3 separate regions of the Mus musculus genome follow, and regions 1 and 3 are each linked to region 2. Evidence: chromatin contacts called from public HiChIP or PLAC-seq and capture Hi-C data. All regions are on one chromosome and are shown on one strand. Each heading gives the region's core, a stretch centred on a gene start, on an enhancer-like site or on the middle of the called end of the contact. The rest is flanking DNA. Distances are from core to core; before and after follow the strand shown.

What was found. HiChIP or PLAC-seq counts read pairs in DNA pulled down with a chosen protein or histone mark. Capture Hi-C pulls out chosen DNA fragments and counts their contacts.
Region 1: a contact with region 2 is called in a capture Hi-C map of macrophages, with 2.8 times the contacts expected there. The contact joins the promoter of H2-Ob here to the promoter of Ppt2 in region 2. A contact is called at or near these places in 8 of 484 Hi-C or Micro-C datasets (the G1E-ER4 cell line, the N1E-115 cell line, adipose-derived mesenchymal stem cells and 4 more), 5 of 115 datasets of contacts at active chromatin or transcription factors (bone marrow-derived dendritic cells, bone marrow-derived macrophages, epiblast stem cells and 2 more) and 3 of 9 other capture datasets (embryonic stem cells, macrophages and pancreatic islet).
Region 3: a contact with region 2 is called in an H3K4me3 HiChIP or PLAC-seq map of bone marrow-derived macrophages, with 2.7 times the contacts expected there. The contact joins the enhancer-like site here to the promoter of Ppt2 in region 2. A contact is called at or near these places in 5 of 39 promoter capture datasets (cranial neural crest, embryonic stem cells, hippocampal neurons and 1 more), 5 of 484 Hi-C or Micro-C datasets (B cells, cortical neurons and embryonic stem cells), 3 of 115 datasets of contacts at active chromatin or transcription factors (bone marrow-derived macrophages, embryonic stem cells and large pre-B cells) and 3 of 9 other capture datasets (embryonic stem cells, macrophages and pancreatic islet).

The regions. Positions count from the first base shown.
Region 1 is chr17:34,236,200-34,241,062 of GRCm38.p6, forward strand. It overlaps H2-Ob (histocompatibility 2, O region beta locus), which reads left to right and starts at 2,706. Exons shown (of 6, transcript NM_010389.3): 1 at 2,706-2,863; 2 at 4,809-4,863. The coding sequence starts at 2,773.
Region 2 is chr17:34,624,695-34,629,202 of GRCm38.p6, forward strand. It overlaps Ppt2 (palmitoyl-protein thioesterase 2), which reads right to left and starts at 2,741. Exons shown (of 9, transcript NM_001302396.1): 1 at 2,631-2,741; 2 at 2,111-2,301; 3 at 1,765-1,918; 4 at 1,142-1,237; 5 at 943-1,050. The coding sequence starts at 2,293.
Region 3 is chr17:34,177,621-34,182,120 of GRCm38.p6, forward strand. It overlaps Psmb9 (proteasome (prosome, macropain) subunit, beta type 9 (large multifunctional peptidase 2)), which reads right to left. Exons shown (of 6, transcript NM_013585.2): 6 at 4,479-4,500. Among named protein-coding and RNA genes, the nearest start is that of Psmb9, 7.5 kb to the right of the region's middle. Within about 2 kb of position 2,576, at least 21 of the 459 cell types and tissues checked have an H3K27ac peak or open chromatin away from gene starts, as enhancers often do. A contact at or near this core is called in bone marrow-derived macrophages, where this site is marked.

The DNA.
Region 1 (4,863 bases), core at 1,456-3,955, 390 kb before region 2:
GATGCACTTCCCCAGATGACGTCTCTTGGGAACCCATTCGGTGTGTTCCCTTTCCTTGCTCTCTCTGCTGTGTGTTCTGAGCCCTATGGATGGCCTTCTGCTATTACCTGAAGTGGAAACTTAGGGGTTCTTTGGAAAGTCAGTTGTGTTGGATGGTGTTTTGCAAACACGTGAAGGACTGTTTCATTAGCGTGGACACAGGGGTGAAAGGCTAAGTCAGACTCATGAAGGAACGTTTCGAGAGCATGTTCTGCTAAAGCAAGTAGATGTAAGGACACATAATGAAGAATTCTTGATCATGTATTGGTCCACTTTGCATTGTGTAGTTGAGCTGCATTTGTCAGGACTCCATAGAGAGAAATGCACCAAAAATCTCCTGGTGGTGTGCTGCAGGTTCTTGTTGCTTCCAAGGACTTGGGTTGATAGGCAGAGTGATGTCAGCCGAGACAGATGCATGTACTAAGGCAAGCCCTGTGGAGGAGACCTGATGTTTGGAGAGAGTATAAAAAGGACTCAACAGACAGCAATGGAGGCTGAGCTTGGCTTGCTGGTAGAGGTAGCTGTTCAACTCTTACTGATTTCGAGTCTTTGCTGACTTTTGCTTCATTGAGAGAGGCACAGCCAAGAACTTTTCATGGCATTCCTCCCGGTCCCTCATGCTGACTCAAGTCGAGGCTGAGGCCTGGCTGTCGCTGCTAGAACATATCACCGATGTTGTTAACTTGACTCAACCAGACTGCTGGTGTTTGCATGAAGTGTTTGTGAGTGGATCAAGCTGCTGCTGCTGACCTGTGAACTGAACTGCTGATTTCCAGACAACACAGAAGGGAGTTGCTCCAAAGAACCTTTCTACACAGGTCCATTTCCCTCATGTCCTTTCTTTTCCACTACCTCTGGAGGGTGGTGGGCTACAAGGGAGGTTAAAGTGTTTAAGGACCACCACTAAAAATAGGATTTGAGGAGGCTGGAGAGATGGCTCAGAGGTTAAGAGCAGTCAGTGCTCTTCCAGAGGTCCTGAGTTCAATTCCTAGCAACTACATGGTGGGGTGGCTCACAACCATCTGTAATGGGATCCGATGCCCTCTTCTGGTGTGTCTGATGACAGCTACAGTGTACTTATAAAAATAAAAAAATAGGATCTGAAAAAAATTAAAGTTATAATTACCTGCTACCTCTGTCTGCTACTGGCTATTTATTTATTCTATTTATTTTGCTTGCTATACATTTAATGAACACATTCATCTTGAATGAAAAGCACAGCTTTCATAGATTATCTTCTGGGCTGTACAGAACCAGCAGGTAGCTGGGTGATGTTATTACAAATCTTTGGCCATTGCTCACAATGTCTTGCTTAGATGCTAAAATGCATGTATACAAACATATCAATAGGATAAAATTCCATGCATAATATATACATCATTACATTATCTTGGTAAGTATACTGGCTAATTTTACTTTGTGCATGCATGCACGTGTATGTGCATGTGTGTGTGTGTGTGTGTGTGTGTGTGTGTGTGTGTGTGTGTGCTTGTCAACTTGACCTAAGCTAGGTCATCTGGGAAGAGGGAACCTCAATTGAGAAAATGTCCCCATCAGATTGTCTTAGGCAAGTCTAGAGGACATTTTCTTTTAATTGACTATTTATTGATGAGGAATGGCCTGGCCCACTGTGGGAGGTAGAGTCTTGGGCAGTTTAAGAAAGCAGGCTGAGCAAGCCATGTGGAGCAAGCCAGTAAGCAGCTCCCTTCTGCTTCAGTTCCTGCCTCGAGGTTCCTCCCTGAGCTCCTGCCCTGACCTCCCCCAGTGATGGAACATAAGCTGCTGTAAGGTGAAATAAGCCCTTTCCTTCAATAGCTTTCAGCCTCCTTCTAAGCTACTGTGAAGTAGCTTTGGCTGTGGTGGTCGTCACGGCAGCAGAAACCTGACCAAGGCAGCAGAGGTCAATTAATCGATTAATTTATACTTTTTCCCATAATATTTTCAGCACAGTGTCATTTATTATTATTATTATTATTATTATTATTATTATTATTATTATTATTATTATTGTCATTTTGAGCCAGGGTCTCACTCTGTAGCTCAGGCTACACTCGTTCTGCCAGCTAATGTGTTCTATAGAATCCCATCCCACCATCTTACTGACTTGGTCCCCAATGCTTCCTTCTATTCTGTCTTTATGAGTATATTTGCACGATTTTATTCTTTTGAGAATTATGCCTTCCTGTTTGTCTTTCTGTCTTTGTTTTCCTCTTCCCTCCTCTCCTTGCTTGGCATACAAGGCACAGCACAGCCTGTCTTCTGCTTTTGCTGACGAGCTGCCATCAACCCCCTTTAAGCTACAATCCACAAAGCTATTTACATAGTTCAGTACCCTCTGCAGTCAATGTCAGTCACTCTCTAGGAAGGGAGACCTGTTGGTCAGACTAATTCAGGGACCCTACTAAGTGAAGGCAGCAGAATACACAATAAACAACCTACTTTGTTCTAGGACCTCATACTCTGTAGACTTTTCTCTCCCGATGCTGGTCCATTTTCCCACATTTCAACAGCCAACACTGACTCTCCAGGTAACCAGTTCTTGGCTTTTATCACACAGTGTTAGCAAAGTGTTCTGCCTAGCAACAAATGATGCAAAGTCTTCGCTCTTGATTGGTTAACAGTGTGAAGGAGGCTGCATAATTACCTATCTATTTTTTTTTTCAGCTGTGTGGAAGACAGCTCTATTCTAAATAGGTGTATCAGTCTCTTCATTGCCCCTTTGTCCCCTCCAGAATGGGCGCTGGGAGGGCCCCCTGGGTGGTGGCTCTGTTGGTGAACCTCATGAGGCTGGATTCCTTCATGATTGAAGGCAGAGACTCCCCAGGTAAGAAGAGAGGGGTTTGATTCTGGGTGTGGTTTTCTGGAATTGGCACGGGGCTAACTCTCCCCATTCTCTGTGGACCAAAGTCTCAGACTAGAGTGGCTCTGACTTTAAAGAGTCCCCCCAGCCAGGTGGTGGTAGCACACGTCTTTAACCCCAGCACTCAGGAGGCAGAGGCAGGTGGATTTCTGAGTTTGAGGCCAGCCTGGTCTACAGAGTGAGTTCCAGGACAGCCAGGGCTACACAGAAAAAAACCCTGTCTTGACAAACCAAAAAAAAAAAAAAAGAGCCCCCCCCACCCCCCCACTGACCAGGAAGCTCATGCGCTCCTCAGCACCCACAAAGAACTGCCTGGAAAGGTCTTCTCACACCCAAGACACAGATACCAGGGGAGTGAGGAGGGGAGTGAGGGAGGGAGGGAGGAAGGAGACATTTTCCCCTGTTGGGCTCCTTGTGCATCAACATCAGACACTAGAACCTTGAAAGCCGGAGTCTGAGCAGCTGAGCTTTCTCTACGAGCATCTACTCCTTTTATGGCTTTCTGGTGAAATTGGAAATCACATCTCCAACTATTAAGCTCCTGGTTAGCGTTCAGCATCGTCCTGAGAAGTTTTGAGGTGTGAGTGAAGTTGAGAGCTCAGACAAGTTGAGTATGTTAGTTATCTTTGGCCTCAGGTTGCTGTGTACAGCTTGTTTTTTCACTGGGAGACGGGCTATGCAAACACCAGCGTTGCTAGACCATGAAAACTCAGGCTTGTGAGCAGAAAACAGGATGTGATATGCTAAGAAAAGACTCCCCTCTAACGCCAGTCTCATTAAATACAGAAGAGGAACAAGCCTAGGAGGGGCATCCGTTTTCTCGGAGAACAAAAACCGCTCTGAGTTTATCACGTCCATTTGACAAATGGGGAAAAAAAAAAACAGCACGGAGTTTTAGATGATGATGAAAACCCCATATACTTTCTCTTTAGCTTGTAAAGAGGGAACAGAGAAGGGTAGACATGCTGAGGGACTGGAGGCTGGCACCTCGTCTGAACTCAGTGGCCCTCAGAGGGGCCTGGATGGTCATGGAAGTCATTCTCAGGGGGTGGCTGAGCACTGCTGGAGGAGACTGCTGAGCTTAGGAATAAACAGACCCACAGCTCATTATCCTTCAAGTCGCAGCTTAGCCGCTTCATGGAGGTCTGCCTGCTTTATCATTTTCAAGCGCACAGAACTGAGCCACAGCACGCTGTCATCACAAGAAGTCTTTCTCTTCCTGTCCCGTCTCCTTCCTCTTCTTCCCCATGAATACCATTCCAAGTTTGCCTTCAACATGAGTGTAGTGTTCAGAAACATAGAATGGGCCGAAAGATGGCTCAGTGGTTAAAGCCACTTGCTGCCAAACCTGACAACTTGAGTTCAATCCCTAGGAACCACGTGTTAGATAAGGGGTGGGGGAGAATAACAGGGGAGGGGGAGGGGAGGACAGGGAAGATGGGGATGGGGGAGAAAGGAGGACACAGGGACTGTGGGGGACAGGGACAGGTACGAGGGGAACCAGGGACAGGGGGCACACAGGGGGTGAGGATGGGGAGACAAGGTGAGGGAGGGGTGGGGGAATAATGGGGAGGAAAGACAAGGGGGTTAGGGATGGGGATTGGGAAAACTGGGGTGGGGGACAGATGGGGGTGGGACATGACATGGGGACTGGGTGGGGACTGGGCTGTGGGGTAGGGGACAGGATGGAATGGGATAGACTTACTCCTGAAAACTGTTTTCCTTGTTCACATTTTAAATAAATGCCAATAAGCATTAAATGACATTAAGTGACTTTGTCTCTTAATGTCATTTAAGTGACTTTGTCTCTTAATGGTGGGCTTTTGAGAACGTTGCTATCTGACTTAGTGTGCCAGGTGCAGGCTTTCCCAGAGGTGCAGCTGGTTCCTAATCCTTTTATGGTTTCCAGAGAATTTTGTGATTCAGGCAAAGGCGGACTGTTACTTCACCAATGGTACAGAAAA
Region 2 (4,508 bases), core at 1,491-3,990:
AAAAAAAAAAAACTTTCCTAACAGTAAAATTGCATATCGCTGCATGTGTGTCATCGGAGGTGGGCTTTCGTATATGGTAAAGAAAGCCGCCGGGCAGGCATGGTGCACACCTTTAATCCCAGCACTCAGGAGGCAGAGGCAGGTGGATTTCTGAGTTCGAGGCCAGCCTGGTCTATAGAGTGAGTTCCAGGACAGCCAGGACTACACAGAGAAACCCTGTCTCGAAAAACCAAAAAAAAAAAAAAAAAAGACAGGGTCACTCTGTAGACCAGGCTGGCCTTGAACTCAGAAATCTGCCTGCCTCTGCCTCCCAAGTGCTGGGATTAAAGGCGTGCACCACCATGCACGGCTTGAGAAACCCTGTCTTAAAAAACCAAAAACCAAACAAACAAACAAAAAAATCAGGCATTAGATGTTAAATAATTGACTATAAAGATTTATTAACCTGCTCTTGGAAATATGCCACTAGCCTTGGGTGGATGCCCCTCTGAATACATCCTTTCAGAGTTGTTACGCTTGGATGATTTCTATTAATCATCACATGTTCTGTTTGTGAGTCAGTGAATATATTTTTTCAGAGTTCTAATATTTGTTCTTTTAATGTATAAGATCCCCTGCTTGAGAGCTGCAAAACACTCAGATTCAAACTGCCTCTGTGTTTGTTTCTGTTTGTCACTACCAAATCCTTACCCACCTAGGCTTCGAGGACCCTCATTTCAGGGACCCCCTATACCAGACTGGGGTGGTCCATGGCAATAAGCCATTTTTTTTTAAATTTTTGCATCAGACTACACTCTTTGAGGCAACTGGCTGGTTTGCACACCACATTCTGAACAGTGTCTATTTTATAAGTGTTAAATGGAAGCGATTGCTTTGGTTATGTCAGATTGGGAGCAACAGGCCTCATCCTCCGTAGCACCCCGACCACGGAGGCCCACTCACCGTGCCAGTAGTTGCAAATGGAAAATTCCTGGCCCCAAGGACTATAGCAGACCCGATAGAGGTTAGACCGCATGGACGTGGGGAAGAGCCATTTCAAATAGTCCGTGTCTGAAAGAGAACCGCCATGCCAAGGGCCATCAAATCTCTGTGCCCCGAACACACTATACTGCCTTCTATGGCACCCACAGTGCCCACTCACCTCCATACTGGCCCATCTGTGGGGAGGAGAGGGAGATGAAAGAGTCCACATTGTGGTTATCCATGACAGACAGCAAAGCACGGCACACCAGGCCCCCTGGAAGCAGAGCACCAGTGTTGGAAATGGTCTTTTAGGTTGATTGATTTATTTCATGTATATGAGTGCACTGTCCCTGTCTTCAGACACACACACCAGAAGAGGGCATCAGATCTCATTACAGATGGTTGTGAGCCACCACATGGTTGCTGGGAATTGAACTCTGGACCTCTGGAAGAGCAGTCAGTGAGTGCTCTTAACCGCTGAGCCATCTCTCCAGCTCCGAAAGGGTCTTAAGAATAGCCACTGGAGTGATCCTTACTTCCTGTCTCTCAGAATCCCAGGCCTCCGATACACTCCATTCCAGCACGGGTCACAGGTCACATGATGGAGCCATGGTGCGAGTTTAGGCCTCTGACCAACTGAAATGCTTTTAGCTGCTCTGTAATTCCTTAAATCTAAGAACCATGGCCAATGAGCACAGAAGGAACCCTCCCTCCCACTCAGGACACAAACGCCAGAAAGTAGGCCTTAGATAAGGGTCAAGCTCAGACGGGGGTTGGGAGTTAAGAGTGTGCGTTGCTTACCCTGGGAGTAGCAGATGAGGTGCACTCCTTCAGGGGCCTTTTCCATGATGGGGACCACAGCCTCTCGGAACCCTTGTACCTGTTCCCACAGGGGCCGCAAACTCTCTCTGCCATCGAAGAGATCAAGCACTGTCACCACAGTCCCGGTGTGTGTCTGTGGGAAAGGGGCAATGCGGCACTAGGTTGGACAAAGTGTATTCACTGTGCTTGCAGGAACCCCCATCCCTCAGCTCTCCCCGTGCGGGGAGCAGTACCCTGAAAACTAGCCTAGAGGGGCTGGCTGTCTTTCATCTGCCCACGCTTCCTCCCCCAGCCACTTTATATCCATTCAGTATCCCCCACAGACCTCATTGATATAGTCCAGCAGGTGGCGGAAGCTGTATGAACTGTCAAAGAGCCCGTGCACCACGATCACGGGCTTGTAGGACCCGCGGTGGGCTGCGGGGGCTGCGGGCATCAGCAGCGGCAGGAACGGCAGGAGAAGCAAAGCCCAAGCCGAAGGAAGCCTCTGCCTCCATAGCCCCGGCATGCTCCCACCTGAGAAGGAACGAGAGGCCGTGAGGGAGACGACGCCTCTCCACTCCCAACAGACTCACAGCAAGCAACTCTCCGGCCTCCGCTCCTACTCCTGGTCCGTATGAGGGAAGGCTACTTTTAACTTACTCCATCCAGATGGCTCGGCACAAACACCTACCACCTCCATGCACCAATGCTCACCCTAAGTCCCGCCCCCAACTTGGCGCCCAAGGGACTTTGTCCCAAGGCCCAGGATCTCCCTTAAGCATCACCTCGGCCATTCACTACTCTGGGATCTGCAAAGGCCGGGGAACAGCGGCCCAGGACACACGGAGAGTGGAAACTCCCACCTGGTCTGTGTCTGGAGGCTTCGTTCCGCCAGCTGTTTACTTGTACCTAGTCTGTAATCCACCGGATACGGGGATAGGGGGACAAGGAGAGCGCGCAGTGGGATGACGGACGGGGCGCGGGGGGGGGGGGGGGGGTGCTGCTCGGGGTCGCGCAAAGCCGTCACGTCCGGGACTTTCCCTGGCAACAGGGCGAGCGTCCCCTGCAACGCGGACAGCGGACCGGAGGGGCAATGGAACATTCCATTGCACCCAAAGAACTGGGGAGGAAATAGACAGAGCGATCCATTTAGCCGGATGGGGAGAGGCAACAGCAGAAAAAGATAATACTGGGTTTCTAAAGAAGGCATTCCTAGGCTTCAGCTGCATCCAGCCACCCAGGGGTGCAACTTCCCCTCCTTAATGCGGCCCACTTTCCAATCCAGGCTGTCTGGCTTCGTAGCAGAGCCCAAGAAAACGTGCGAGGGGGGAGGTTAGGACTGACGAAAGGCGACTCCCGCTTCTATCGCTGGACGCCAGGCTTGTGTTAGGCCAGAGTGCCAGGCCGATCACAGCTGAAGAGCCCCTCTTCCCACTCCTGCCTGCCCTCCCGCTCCGGATCAGCGCCTTACAACTCTTCACTTTGAAGTGCGTGTTGTGCCCTTGTCTCCGGAGACGCCGAGAGTCCTCCAGGCCCCTCAAGTGAAGTGCAGCCTGACCCAGTTTCTCTGGCCCTACTTTTATCTCCGCATTCACGACCCACCCTCCCGGACCCACCTTATATGGGCGTGGGGCCCCGTGGGCTTCAAGGACTCACCACAGGATTTCCACCAGTCTTTCAATCCTGAGCGACCCCGACAAACTGCTCCTCAGATCCCTGCGGGCTGCTGGCGACACAAACCCTGCCAGTGCAGGCAGACTTCCTCCCCGCTGCGGGCGCTGGCACCACTCGGCCTACCCGTGACCCCTACGGCGCGCCGGAGTGCCAGGGAATAGCCTTTATCCGTCAGTGCTTTTACTTAGCAATTAAATAAGTTTGCAGGGTTTCTGAGCTTCAAGGCCTGTACTCAGGGACTTTGTTTAATCTGAACTTAATAAAACCAGAAGCGTGTATTGAAGATGGTGTGGGAGGGATGGGTCCAAGGTTCCCTCTGATCCATGCACGGTTGAAAAACCAGAACCACCGGTATGAGGCCGTGGGTAAAAATTTCTCAGACCTGGAACGGGCTCAAGCCAGGGCTTTGGAGACTGCTCTCCAGGACGCCACCAGAGGGGCTTTGTCCTAGAGCAACTGTCTCTGGAGAGAGTTGGAAAATCCTAAAGGGGTGTTTCTGATTCTCCTGCTAGGTTTCTGCAAAAAAGGCTCAACTGGTGTAACCTCTGTAGAGGGCCTATCCTTACCCCACCTCCCCACCCACGCCCTTACAAGACACAAAAAGCAAATAAAAAGAGTGGAAGTCACCGCTGTGTCTTGGGTTGACTCCGGGGGTGGATCTGCGTCTTGGGGCAGGAGGAGGGGGGAGAGAGGGAGTGCTTTAAGGAGAGGTTGTGACTGCTGACTGGACCAAGAACTCTTCAGCCCCCAACAAGCACGCTTTTCCAAACCTGCCTGTCACAAACAAGCAATTAGAGCTTGCTTCCCTCTGATGAAGCATTTCAGCTTCTTATAACCCTAGAGAAAGAAGGTACCTGTGTACCCCCACAGGCGCTTTCTTTTTCTCCTTTTCTTTAGCCACAGTCAGCATCTTACCTCTATTGTCAGGCTGTATATGGGGGAGGGGGGGTCTGAACCTCTTGGTTCCACTCTTTGTACAGTTCTGTCTCACACCTGGAGAAACCTAGAACTATCTTGCAGGATGTTCTGAGGGAAACTGAGGGAGCAACCCCATGGATGAGCAGGGA
Region 3 (4,500 bases), core at 1,326-3,825, 450 kb before region 2:
GACAGAAACCAAACACCCTTTGTATCCTAAACTAAAGATTCTGGAATAGCATATGAAGGTGTTTGGCATGCTTCCTCTTCTGTCATTTCTCCCTTGTCCTAAGATGGTTTTTCTTAGGAAGGTCAATTGAAAGTTTTTGCTATTTCGACCAGTTCCCACTGGTCTGTAACTCATGGACTTATGCAAGATCATGGGGGTTGAGGGAGTGATCATGAGGGTGGGAGGAGAGGGAAAGAGTCTTTTCAAAGGTTTCTTTAAAAACCCTGGCAGCAGTAAAGTCTATTAAGAAGCCTGGGAGCCCAGAAGGTTACAGTTGAGGGCCATGGCAGAAACAATAGGAATCCAGTTCCAATCGTGGAGAACTAAGGAGTCCTGGGCCCCTCATGTCAAGGGAACAGCGATCTTTGTGCACAAAGCCCTAACGCAGATGAAACCCTTTAGTGGATCTACGTCATGATCCAGTAAAGGGTTGAAGTTACAAGCAGCCATGTACTACCTGGTGTGGGTACAGGGAGCTGAACTCCAGTCCTTGGTGACAGTAGTCTGTGGTTTTCTTTTTTTTTTCTAAAGATTTATTAATTTTATGTGGATGAGTGTTTTGCCTGTTTGGATATATGTGCATCATGTGCATGCAGTGCCGGAGGAAGCCAAAGAGGGTGCAGGATCCCCTGGAACTGGAGTCACAGATGGTTGTAAGCCATCATGCGGGTGCTGGGAATTGAACTTGGGTCCTCTGCAAAAACAAGATGTGCTTTTAGCTTCTGAGCCATCTGTCCAGCACTTGCCCCAAGTGTTTGTTTTGCTTTTTGAGACAAGGTCTGATTATGTAGCCTTGGCTAGCCTGGAACTCACTATGCAGACCAGGCTAGCCTTGAACTCAGAAAGCTCTTCCTCTTGCCATTACCGCCCAAGTGCTGGAATTAAAGGTCTATATCACCAGTCCCGGCTCTTTCATGGATTTTTGAGAATTTTTAGGTCATTTGCTTTTAATTTCTCCTGTTATAACAAAAAATTTATTTTTTTCTTAAATTTATTTGCATTGGAAGTAGTGGCGGTGGTGGTGGTGGTGGTGGTGTGTGAGTGTGTGTTGTGCGCGCACACTGTAGGGCTGCCTAGAGGTCAGAGGACAACTTTCAGGAGTCAGCCCTCTCCTTCCACAGTAGGATCTGGGATTTGCACTCAAGATCAGACTCAGTCAACAAGTGCTTTTACCCACTGCAATATCTTGAGGGCCCAAATAACTATATTTGAAGGAATATAATTCTTTCAAAGTGTATATTTATCTACATCCTACAGAAGTTGACATGATTTTTTTTGTTTTGCATAGTATCATATCGGGTCTAATGAAGACATTATCATATAAGTACTGTGCTGGGTAGTTTTGGGCTAACTTGACATAAGCTAAAGTCATCTTGAGAGGATGGCTTAAGAAAACGTCTGGAACAACTTTCTAAATTAGTGATTGATAGGGGAGGGCCAAGCCCATTGTGGGTGGCGCCATTCCTGGGCTGGCAGTCCTGGCTTCTATAAGAAAGCAGGCTGAGCAAGTGATGACGCCCCTCCATGGCCTCTGCATCAGCTCCTGCCTCCAGATTCCTGTCCTGATTTCCTTCGGTGACTAACAGCTATGTGGAAGTGTAAACAGGATGAACGCTTTCCTTCCCAGGTAGCTTTGGTCCTGGGGTTTCATTGCAGTAATAGTAACCCTAGATGGGACAAGACTTTGATCAAGCGTTCCCTTTCATTGTCCCCTTCCTGTAGACATGACTTCTCTTCCTATAGACAGTCTCCCCTCTGCTTTCCTGGACACGGAATTTTTTTTTTTTTTTTTTTGAGACAAGGTCTTTCTTGTCTATTCTCGACTGGCTTTGAATTCAGAATCTGCAGGCTCTGCCTCTCTAGTAACATGTAGCATTTTCCATATGTAACATTTTTACCAGCCATTTCCCAGTAAATGAGTTACTTCATTTGGGGTTTTATCCTAAATCCCCGTGAGCAATGTTTTGTTAGTTTCCAAAGCACGAGGATTCTAAGTGTCTATTTGTTGCCAAGTTGCCAGGCTGTTACAGAGCACAGTTTCTGGGACCCTGGCTCTCTGAAACTGACTAGGGATTGCTTTAGTATAAACATAAACCACTGGGACTCTGGCTCTTTGAAACTGACTAGGGATTGCTTTAGTACAAGTATAAACCACTCAGTCCTGGTCCTACTTGGCTTCAAAAGTTGAATATCGCATTTGGTATTTGAGATGGAGATTTAAAGACGGAATTTTATTAGTCTTCTGCCTGGTTTTCTTTCTTTCTTTGCTCTTACTGCCTTGTGGCTCAGAACCAGCTGTTGCCTGTTTGATAGTTTGTGACCAATACCTGTACTGTTAAATTGGCCATTTGAGAACTCAAAAAGTCCCAACTTGTAGTGTTTTCGGTTTCCATGGTCTTAGATATTTCCACTGCAGACAACATCAAGTTGCCAGTGGTTAACAACTGTCTTTCAGAACTCTCAAGTGTTTCGGTGGGTCTGCCAGCCCTTGTAAGCTAGCGCCACGTGGTATATGCTTATTTGTCTGTCTGTCTGTCTGTTGTGCAAGATGCCTGTGTGCCCTGAGGTCAGAGGACAGCTTCAAGGGCTCTGCATTCTTCCCTGACCACGTGGATCCAGGGAATAGAACTTTGACCATTACCCACGGGCCATGTTATTTCTTGACAGTTCTGTTGTACATTTGTTTTAGTCTTTGGCTTTATTTATTTTTCTCACCCTCAGTTTCCCTTTGTCTCAGATGCTTTTTTTTTTTTTTTAATCTTGCCTCTGGGAGATGTTTCAAACTCTTGGAACGAATGATACAGTTGTTTGATTGATAGAACGAAGCCTTCCAGTGTGAATGCGTTTGCATTTCAGCTTGTTGCTGGCTGGCTGTGTGGTGCTGGTTCAGACATGTCACAGGCTTGAGGTGTTAAGGCTAACTGAGTTCGGAGAGTCCCCACCTGACCCCTTCTCCGTTCCCCTCACCAGGGAGACCTCCCTCCTGGCTGCAGTTGAGCAGGGTGCACCGGGGCTGGTTTCAGGGCATGCTGGGAGTTCTGACTCTGCTCACTGGCCACTTTCAGTTCCTGCTTTCTGAATCCTATCCAGAGTTCTCAGTGGTCATCATACTCTGGAGAGACGAGGGGAAGGGGTGGGCTCTTAAACTATCATTTATATTTAAAAAAAAATTAAACAACAGAGTTAGAAGCAGATCCAGGCATTGAGTTTAGATGACCCACCACAAGCACCCGGTTTCAAAGGAGCGGGACCATACAGAGCATATTGGATCTGTGTGCTCAGATTCATACTCAAGGTTCAGTTGACTACGCCTGCTCATTTAGTTATTAGCAAAATGGCCCTGAGCTCTGAAGACACAAACCACCTCAGGGTGACTGAGCCTTCATCTGACAGGATGAAGGGAATGATTGACCCTGCCTAAGGACATGAAACCATGGGGTTTGAGAGCTGTTTAACATGGCTCCTGGGACACCCATGAGCTGCTTGTCAGGGGCAATGGTTTGTACCCTCATCTGTGAGCCCCAAAGTGAAACCATATCTTTCTTTTTAGCTTTACCTTTGAACTGTGTTCAGCTGTCCTGTGCAATTTTTGTGGTTTGAATTATTTTAAAGCATTATTTATCCTGTGTGGCATGTGGAGGCCACAGGTCATTAGCAGGTGACTTCTTCAGTCTCTCTCTACCTTACTTTTTGGGACAGGGTTTCTAACTGAACTTGGAACTCATTGATTTTGTTGGTCAATGTGTTCCACGGGTCTGTGTTTCTGCCTCCCCAGTACTGAAGTTCTAGGTAGGTGTCACTGTACCTGGTTTTTAAGTAAGTGCTGGCAATCTGGTCCCAAATTTTTGTGCACAGCTAGCCCTTTATTGACTGAGCCATCTCCTCAGCACAGGATCTACAATATTACAACCCATCCAGGGGCAGGAGAGATGGCTCAGTGGTTAAGCACCTGGCTGTTCTTGCAGAGGGCCCGGGTTCAGTTCCCAGCACCCACATGGCAGCTTGCAAGCAGACTCCAGTTCCAGTTTCCAGTGTCCTTCTTCTGGCCTCTACAGGGACCTGCACACATCCATGCAGGAAGAAAAAAAAAACCACATACAATGAAAGTAAACAAATCTATAAAATTAAAAAGAAGTCAACCCACAGTGACCTCTCATATCTGAGGGCTTTTCTCCCAGGGTGCTCCGCTCTCTTTCTCTGGAGAAAGTGTTTGGCATGGGGATAAAGAACAAGAAGGTCTTCAATTTAATGTCGAACTTCACAGATTCCATTTTAAATCTCAGTTCTTACTGTCTAGAAGTTCACTGAGTCTCGCAGACTTTGAATGTGGTTCCCTTTGTGTGGATGCTTTTTTATTTATTTGCAACTAATGATTTATTTATTTTTTTAATAATAAAGTTTATTTTTACAAAAGAATGGAAGGGCATGCTGATCTGGGCCGGGGAGGACGCTTCCCTCCAC